2 separate regions of the Sus scrofa genome follow, and region 2 is linked to region 1. The links are chromatin contacts, called in public Hi-C maps. All regions are on one chromosome and are shown on one strand. Each heading gives the region's core, a stretch centred on a gene start, on an enhancer-like site or on the middle of the called end of the contact. The rest is flanking DNA. Distances are from core to core; before and after follow the strand shown.

Region 1 (4,508 bases), core at 1,407-3,906:
GAGCTATTATACAAAGAAAAAATGTCAGTACCATTTTCTTCTACCATACACAATGCCTAACTCTCAAAGCCCATTCTCTGAGTCTCAGGCTCCCTATAGTGCCTACCAATTTAAAACTGGATGATTTTACCAACTTTCCTCTTTTTTGATAAAATATTAAAATAGAATAAAATATTAAATATTAAAAGCCTATATAGCCATACAAATTAACATAAATACAAATTAACTCAAACCCACAGAATTAGGAACTGCAATCAACCCTATCATCGCTATACAATTTGTAATTGTGGAAAGGACTGATGAAAAGCTTAGTGGGTAGAAAAAAATTTGTACACTAAAGTTTTGCAACTAAGCATTGCCAAAGAGACTAAAGTGTAGTGGAAAGAGTATGATGGGCTTTGGATCAGATCAACCTGCATTCAAATCCCAGCCCTGCCACTTATTAGTTATGTGTACTTGGGCAAGTTAAACTGCATTCTTCCTGAGCTTCCTATCTGTAAAAAGGGTGTTTTTGTAAGAATTTGAAAACTAAAACTTGGAGTTTCCATCGTGCCTCAGTGGAAACAAATCTAACTAGCATCCATGAGGACACAGATTCCCCGGCCTTGCTAAATGAGTTAAGGATCCAGCGTTGCTGTGAGCTGTGGTGTAGGTCACAGACGCGGTTTGGATCTGGCGTGGCTATGGCTGTGGCACAGGCCAGCAGCAACAGCTCCGATTAGACCCCAAGCCTGGGAACCTCCATATGCCTCGGGTGCAGCCCTAAAAAGATAGAAAAAAAAAAAAAAAAACTAAAACGTAATTCAGTGCCTGGCTCACAGTAGGCACCAGATGAACAGTCCCTGCAGTTATTACTAGTCTGAAGAAGAGAACAATTCCGTTCATAATCCCTATGGTTCTTGGGTTATACATCAAGACAATGTCTTCAAAACCCTACAGCAGAGTTCTTAAAATGAACAAGTTACGCCCAGGCTTCCTCAGGTAATTAGGTTCTCTACCACTAACAATTCCCAGCTTTTATCATATTTTGAGGGATCTACCTCCCATTCTTCCCCAGAGAGATGATTTCGAACAGTCCTGATATAGAGAAGTTTTTCTCATTTTTTGCTATCAGCGTTTCTTCAGTTTGGACTTCTCCAAACTTGAATTTGGAGATGATCATTTCTCAATTTGATTTCAAAAACCCAGATGGGAGAGCACACTCTCTCATTCAATTCATTCAATCAAAAATGAAAGCACATACACTCTTTTAGGTCTTCAAATGCTGTTTGAGCAGCATGCTGTCCATAGAGAATATTCTGGCCCTCTAGTCTGAGAAGAAAACATAAGGAAAATTAGAAAACGGCTCTCAAACTTTTTGCCTGTAACCACTTCAATGGGGCCAAAGAACCTGCAAACCATGTACTCTGCACATTCCACCCTAGCGTTGTGGACTAAGAACTAGAGAATAAAGTCCTCTGTAGTGCACACTGGAAGAAGCCATTCCTGGGGCAGTCTTGAAATGTCAGATGTTAAAGTTAAATACAGACCAGGGATTAATATAATGAATCCAAAAGGTTAACCTAGAGCAGAAAGGGCAAACGGCCATTTATATACAGAAAACCCAAATGAGAGCCAGTAAATATTGAAATAAACATTCTGGATACTTCAAATCTAAAGGGTCAGCACAGGATGAGGGCAGCAACTAACAAGCCACCAATCTGAGTGCAAGGTCAGGTTTTCCAGTGAGCATGTAGTACCTGAGAAAACTTAAGCATAAAACACTTCTCTCCTTCAGATGTTAATTCTACGCAAGTCTGGGAAGCACTCAGTCCAAGGGGACTCTCCTAGAAGAGTCTCTCCACCAAGCCCACTGTCTTCCTTTCCTGGTGTCTCTCTTCCCTTTAATCCAGGCTCTGCTTAACGCCATCATCCAGGGAGACCTCATTAGGAGGAAGCCAGGCCTTCCGGTTCCCCCTCTTCAGGTTGACTTCCCACAACCTAGTTTAGTAATGGGACCCCCGCCTTGGCTTGCCATCACCAGCTCTTTTCCACTCTTCCTTAACCCCTTGTGTTGCTACAGTTCTGATCCCTATTTCCTTGAATATATCACTCTAATCCTCTCCATCCTCCCTACCGCCTTCAGTCATGCTTCATTTCTTGCTCATGGCTACTTGCTTTCCCTCAAGCCAGTCTGATGTCCCCCTCAGGAGTTTTCTGTATCCTCGGGCCACAACCGAATGTGCAGACCTCTCTGCAAACCTGTAACACCCCAACCCCCAAATGACCCCTCAAGTGCCTTCTCCACCATTAGCCGTCCCTATGGCAGCCTCCTCCCCGCCCAGCCGCCCGGTCCTCCCTCAGCTGTCTCCCTCACCCCGTGACTCACCCGCATGCGAACCTCATAGGTGGTGAAGCGCGCCCGGCCCACGCCCACCGTCTGTGGATTAAAGATGTCGATCTCCAGGAAGTTACTTGGCGGCCCGTAAGCGTCGGTCAGGTCCTGCGGCTTCGAGTTAAGGCGCCGAGTGTCAGCTACTGCCGTGTCCGACATCTTTCCGAAGGAGAAACCGGGACCGGGGAAGGGGGGGTGGGGGACAGAAGCCGGAGGCAGGAGCGCGCACGGCCCCTCCCGCTTGCAAAATAACCAGCCAACCTACTGACGGCGGCACCGCGTACGCGCGCCCACGCACGCACGCACGCACGCGCACGCTGCCGCTGCCCGGGGCCGGGCACTCTGAATAGCGGCCATGAGGTCGTTTGGAAGTGCTGTCGGAGGAGGCCTCATTCAGACTTCCGGGCGGTGTTACTGGCCGCCCCGGAACCTGCATTTCCAATACGCACACCCCTAGTGTCCTGGGAAGCACTATAGGCGAGATCCGCCAATCGCTGCTCCTCAGCCCAAGAAATTGTCTTACACCATGCGTCAATCTGCAGTGGGCACTGCCCCGCAAGCTTGGATTCTGCAGTGATAGGCCGAAGCCCCGTGACCTGAATAAGTACCGGTTTTGCACGAAAGTAGAAGGGTGGTCTCCGGAGGGTGGGGTTCCGACAATAGTATTAAGAACCTAGAACGCAGCCCAGCCACTTGTGCTACTGATAGTTTCAATTCATTTCACACGCAATTGAGCCCTATTTATGGTGCCAAAAAAGCAGTGAGCATGAGGTCAAAAAAGACGATTTCTCATTCTCACTTCTTAGGAAAATTTGGGCATATCTTTATCCTCCACTTGTTGCCACATAAAAGCTAATTTCAAGTGTTCTCAGCAAACCAAGGGCATTTCTTTCAATACCTTCTATTTCTATTCTGCAAAACTCCACACTTGGCACTCTGAGGTTGCTTGCTTGCAGCCCGTAATGGAGATAGAATATGTGTCTTCATGAGAATATCTATAGAAATACTAGTATTTATATGACAAATTTACACATAGCCCATTTAAAGGGAGTAGCGCCCATATCAATAGTGCTAATTTTAGGTCATCCTTTCTCCTCTTTGCACCAGCACTCTTCTGCTCAAAAAAAAAAAAAAAAAATTCCCATGTCATTTATGCCTGAAATTCTTTCAACGGAGTACAAGGTCCTATAATTTCACAATTAAGTTATTTAATTCAATTTAACTGATATCTCCTAAGCAACTACTCATGTGTCAGGCACCGTGCTAAATACTAAAGACCTAGAGTTCAGTAAGAGTCCCTGCCCTCAAGGAGTTAACATTCTAGAAAGGGAGATAAGTGAATAAAACTATGATAATGTGACAAATACAAAATAAATGAATGTTCAAAGCAGTGCAGAGGACATGAATACTTGGAGGAGTTAGGGAAGGCTTCCTGGAGGAGGAACTATGTGAGTTTGACACACATGAAAAGATGTAAAAGACAACCAGGAGTAGAAATGGGGAAAGGTAATTTCTTGCAGAAGGAATAGCATATGCAAAGGCATCCAGCTAAGAAACAGCATGATATTTTAGGAAATTGTCATCAATTCAGGTTGTGTAATGGAAGTACTTAGAGAGGTAGGCTGGCTGGGGATGGGCAGAAGAGGATCCTTCTATTTAAAGCAAAGGATCTTTGACTTTATGATGAAGGCAATAGGGAGCCACAGAAAGATCTTCAACAGAAAAAAGACATGATCAGATTTGTGTTTTAGAAGGATTCTTTTGCAGGCAAGATGGAAAATGTAGTTGAGTTAAATGTGACCAATTATGAACGTACATATGGTAGCACATGGATCAGGTGGTGGGAATGGAGAAAAGGGAAAAGGCTGAGATCAAGGAAATAAAATAGGAGTTGTATTTGATTAGATATAGTGGTAATATAGTATAGAGCTTAAATATGTGGGCTATGGACTTAGGCTGCCTGAGTTTAAATCCTTGCTTAATAGCTGTATATCATTTTTTTAAGGGCCACACCCACGGCACGTGGAAGTCCCCTGGCTAGGGGTGTGGGATCCAAGCCACATCTGTGACATACACCACAGCTCAAGGCAACACTGAATCCTTAAATCACTGAGCAAGGCCAGGGATCGAACCC
Region 2 (4,746 bases), core at 582-3,081, 42 kb after region 1:
TGCAACTTCCATTCGATCGCCAGCCTGGGAACTTCCAGGGATGCGGCCCTTAAAAAAAAAAAAAAAAAAAAAAAAAAAAAAAAAAAAAGTCAGGAAAAGTATGATATCACTGGATTTCCCATCGTGGCACAGTGGTTAACGAATCCGACTAGGAACCATGAGGTTGCGGGTTCGATCCCTGCCCTTGCTCAGTGGGTTAACGATCCAGCGTTGCCGTGAGCTGTAGAGCAGGTCGCGGACGCGGCTCGGATCCCGCGTTGCTGTGGCTCTGGCGTAGGTCGGCGGCTACAGCTCCGATTCAACGCCTAGCCTGGGAACCTCCATATGCCGCGGGAAGCGGCCTAGAAAAGACAAAAAAAAAAAAAAAAAGTATGATATCACTCATATGTGGAACCTGAAAAATGCAACAAACTAGTGAATGTAACAAAAAAGCAGATTCACAGATACAAAGAACCAACTAGGGGTTACACTGGGAGAAGCGAGAAGGGGGAAGGACAGTTTAGGTGTAGGAGACTATAAGATACAAACTATCACGTATAAAATGAGCTAAAAAGATATATTGTATAACATGAGGAATGTAGCCAATATTTTATAATTATGAATGGAGTATAACCTTTAGAAAATACGAACCACTATACTGTGCACCCGTAACTTATGCAATATTGTACACCAAATATACTTCAATTTAAAAAAGCAGGGGGAGTTCTTAGTGGGTTATAAACCTGACATACTAGTATCCATGAGGATTCGGGTTCCATCCCGGGCCTCACTTAGTGGGTTAAGGATCCTGTTGCAGTGGCTGTGGCTGTGGCAGGCAGCTGCAGCTCGGATTTGACCCTTAGTCTGGGAACCTCCATATGCTGAAGGTGCGGCCCTACAAAAAGCAAATAAAATTAAATTAAAAAGCAGGTAAAAAAATAGAATAGCCAATGATATGATATACCACTTAAAGAAGAGTCAAGGAAAAAAACCCTAGTCTCAGCTCTGTTATTCAGTAGCTATATAAACCAACTCCCACTCCTTGAGAATCAGCTTCCTCATCTACAAAATGGAGACAATAATAATCCCTAACACATGGGGCTTTTGTGGATTAAAAGAGATAATGTCTGAAAAGCATCTGATACTTAATAGGTGCCTCTTTCTATAGAGCAAGCGTTCTTAACCTGGAGTTCCTGAATCTTCGGAGTATATATGGATGAACTTCGTGGAGGGGTGTGTGTGTAAGAATCTCCGTGGAAAGTGTCTAACGTTTTGTATATCTCTACGTGCTTTTTTTTTTTTTTTTTTTTTCTGGGAAGAAGGGCCGTAGCTTCCACCGCATTTTAAAGGGACTTTGAATCAGAAGAGGTTAAGAACCTCAGTGCTAGACCATAGGGACCTTGAGGGATTAGAGCCGACCTTTGTGTGTGTGTGGGGGGGGGGGGGGTTAATATGTGTTTCCTTATGCATACATCGTTTCTAATCTTCACAACAGTCCCTTGAAGGAAGTGTTTGTTAGTACACCCATTTTTCAGATGCGGAACCTGAGAAATGAAGAAGCAGTTTGGAAAAGGCAGAGTTCCCAACAAACGCACAGACGATCAAGCACTTATTTATTCTAGGCCGGGAACGGAGGGAGGTGCTGGGAACGCAATTCTAACCGGAGCTCGGTGCGGTGGCCGCCTCCCGCCTCGCGGGTTCGCATCCCCAGTCCAGCACAGGGTTAGCGAATGTCGCAAAGATCTTGACTGAGTGAAGTCGATCTGCGGCCGCCGGGGCAGAAAAAGCTCCCCCGGCGCCGAGCTCCGCCCCACGCCGGGTGGGCCCCGCCCCCGTTCCCCCCCCTACCCCGCGGTCGGTATTGTCCGACGGTTCCCGGCGTCCCTCGGTTTACCTCGGTAGTTTCCGGCAATGATCGAGAGTTTCTAACGTGCCCCCTTGTTGTCTCTCGGCTGCCGTCCTCGCCTCCGCTGCCCCCCTTTTCGGCTCCCTCTCCCCCTCCCCCAGCGGCCGGGCCCGGCTGGCGCCTCTGGCGCTACGGGCTGGGCAAGATGGCGGCCTTCGGGATCTTGAGCTACGAACACCGGCCCCTGAAGCGGCCGCGGCTGGGGCCTCCGGATGTGTACCCTCAAGATCCCAAACAGAAGGAGGTACGTTCAAAAATCCGGGCTCCCCAGGGGCCGGGGGCCAGCGATCGGCAGAAGAGGAAGCACTGAAAGCTTGGCGGGGGGGGGGGGGGGCGGGGCGGTTCGCCGGGAGCGAAAGTCCCGAAAGGGGGAAGAGTAAAGTGGGCTGGCGTAGGAGAGTAGGATCTGGTGGGGGTGGGGGGTGGTTCCTGGGTGCCAGCTGGGAGTGATATCGGGGCCACGCTGGAGGCGCCCCCCTCTACACACACACACCTCAGAAAGTTGTCTGAGGCAGCTGGGTGAGCAACGGCTGCTCTGCTTCCAAGCTCGCAGGGGAAGAGTGCTGTTGAGTGAGCTCTGGGGGATTGGGAATCTTAGTGACTGTGGGGGTGAGGGTGGGGTCCAAATGAATGTTAGGGCCTAGCTTTAAATAACAATCTGTTCTACTCCGAATCCTCCTCCTCCCTTCCCCCCTCCCCATGTTCCCTTCTCTTCTGCCCTCTCCCACCACCAACCTTCCCCCCCCCCCCCGTGGCGGGGGCTAACATGTCGTTTTCCCGCTTTAGGATGAACTGACAGCCTTGAATGTAAAACAAGGTTTCAATAACCAGCCCGCTGTCTCTGGGGATGAACATGGCAGTGCCAAGAACGTCAACTTCAATCCTGCCAAGGTGAGACAACCCTGCCAAGCTGAAGGAAAAGGCTGGAAGAATTTGAGAAGGCGCAAAGGCCCTGGGTTGGGAAGACTTAAAGGGACCACCTAAATGGCTGAGTTTTCCTTCATAACCTCATGCTACCACATTGGCATTTGCCTATCAAAGGCACAACCACCTCTCTACCCCTTCTTCCCACCCTGAGGTGTAGTTTTCTTCCCTCAGATCAGTTCCAACTTCAGCAGCATTATTGCAGAGAAGTTACGTTGTAACACCCTCCCTGACACTGGTCGCAGGAAGCCCCAAGTGAACCAGAAGGACAACTTCTGGCTGGTGACTGCACGATCCCAGAGTGCCATTAACACCTGGTTCACTGACCTGGCTGGCACCAAGCCACTCACACAACTAGCCAAAAAGGTGAGATACCATTTCTTGTTCTTCAAGCCAGGGAGTGGAGTGTGGGTACCAAGCACCCTCCGATTCCCAGATTAAGCTACATGAATGCCAGCTCATGGGGGTAATGGAGGTCTCACTATTTGTGATGTCCGTCCAGGTCCCCATTTTCAGTAAGAAGGAAGAAGTGTTTGGGTACTTAGCCAAATACACAGTGCCTGTGATGCGGGCAGCCTGGCTCATTAAGATGACCTGTGCCTACTATGCAGCAATCTCGGAGAACAAGGTTAAGAAGAGAAATGTCGTTGACCCCTTCACGGGTGAGTAAGTCCTCTAACACCAGGGGTCCCACCACTGATCACTTCAAGCAGTGGTAGAGAGACCCTTGAGATTATTCTCCTTCCTCATCTATATTCCTTGCTTCTGCTTGTATCTTGCATTCACTCCATTAGTAAACATCGAGTATCTTGAGTACCTTCTCCGTGCATGTACTGGGCTATAAAGATAACCACTACTTAATCCCTGCCTTTAGGATGCTTAGAGTCTAGTAGGGATGCCAAGGCATATGTACAGATCCCGTGATTAAATATAGAACATAATGTCAAAAGTGGAGGCAAGGAGTTCCCTAGTGGTGCAGCAGGTTAAGGATCCAGCATTGTCACTGCCATGGCACAGGTTCCATCCCTGGCCGGGAAACGTCTGCATGCTGCGAGCACAGCCAAAATTTTTAAAAATATGTAAATTAATTAATAAATAAAAATATGTAAGTTAATAAAATAAACATAAAAAATGGAGGCAGAAGGTTTCTTTGAGACTCAGTGAACAGAAAGATTACTTTCTTTTGGAGACACCTGGAAAGGCTTTAGGAAGGTGGCATTTGACTAGAGCCTAAGGGGCTGAATAGGATTTAGAAGTATGGTGACTGTGGACGGGAGCAGGGGACAAGATGTTCTAAGCAGAGGGACAGTATAAAATAGCCGTTTTCCCATCTTTCCCCTAGAGTGGACTCAGATCATCACCAAGTACTTATGGGAGCAGCTGCAAAAGATGGCTGAATACTACCGGCCAGGGCCTGCCGGAAGTGGGGGCTGTGGTCCCACTGTAGGGCCCTTGCCCCATGATGTAGAGGTGGCGATCTGGCAGTGGGACTACAACGAGAAGCTGGCCATGTTCATGTTTCAGGTAGGAAGGAGAGCTTGTTATAGGGCGTGGGATTGAGCCTGATCTCACACTCTGCCAGCATAGAACAGAATCGGCCTGCCACCTTGCCCCACTTGTGTGGTTCTCTTCATCCTTTCATTTACTTTCTCTGCCTCATCTTGAATAGTCCCTAGGCAAAGCTAATCCTCTTCCCACCCCTGGTGCCCACAGGACGGAATGCTGGACAGACATGAGTTCCTGACCTGGGTACTTGAGTGCTTTGAGAAAATCCGCCCTGGAGAGGATGAATTGCTTAAACTGCTGCTGCCCCTGCTGCTTCGAGTAAGGCCTAGGATTTGGCCAGGGGGTAGGGGTGGGGGAGCATCTAGGGAGGATGTGAGGAGGAGTAAGACGTGAGAGCAGTGTCTCTTGGAAAGAACTGGGGGGTTTTGATC

Evidence for each region. A called contact is a pair of places that touch in the nucleus more often than the background predicts.
Region 2: a contact with region 1 is called in a Hi-C map of liver, with 8 times the contacts expected there. The contact joins the promoter of MED12 here to the promoter of SNX12 in region 1. A contact is called at or near these places in 1 of 5 promoter capture datasets (liver), 8 of 47 Hi-C or Micro-C datasets (alveolar macrophages, embryonic fibroblasts, epiblast stem cells and 4 more) and 2 of 2 datasets of contacts at active chromatin or transcription factors (alveolar macrophages and skeletal muscle).

The regions. Positions count from the first base shown.
Region 1 is chrX:57,105,980-57,110,487 of Sscrofa11.1, forward strand. It overlaps SNX12 (sorting nexin-12), which reads right to left and starts at 2,657. Exons shown (of 4, transcript XM_001928070.5): 1 at 2,369-2,657. The coding sequence starts at 2,533.
Region 2 is chrX:57,149,053-57,153,798 of Sscrofa11.1, forward strand. MED12 (mediator of RNA polymerase II transcription subunit 12) reads left to right here and starts at 1,832. Exons shown (of 45, transcript XM_001927848.6): 1 at 1,832-2,129; 2 at 2,672-2,776; 3 at 2,984-3,175; 4 at 3,312-3,471; 5 at 4,152-4,333; 6 at 4,523-4,633. The coding sequence starts at 2,031. It also overlaps a transcript of IL2RG not described here.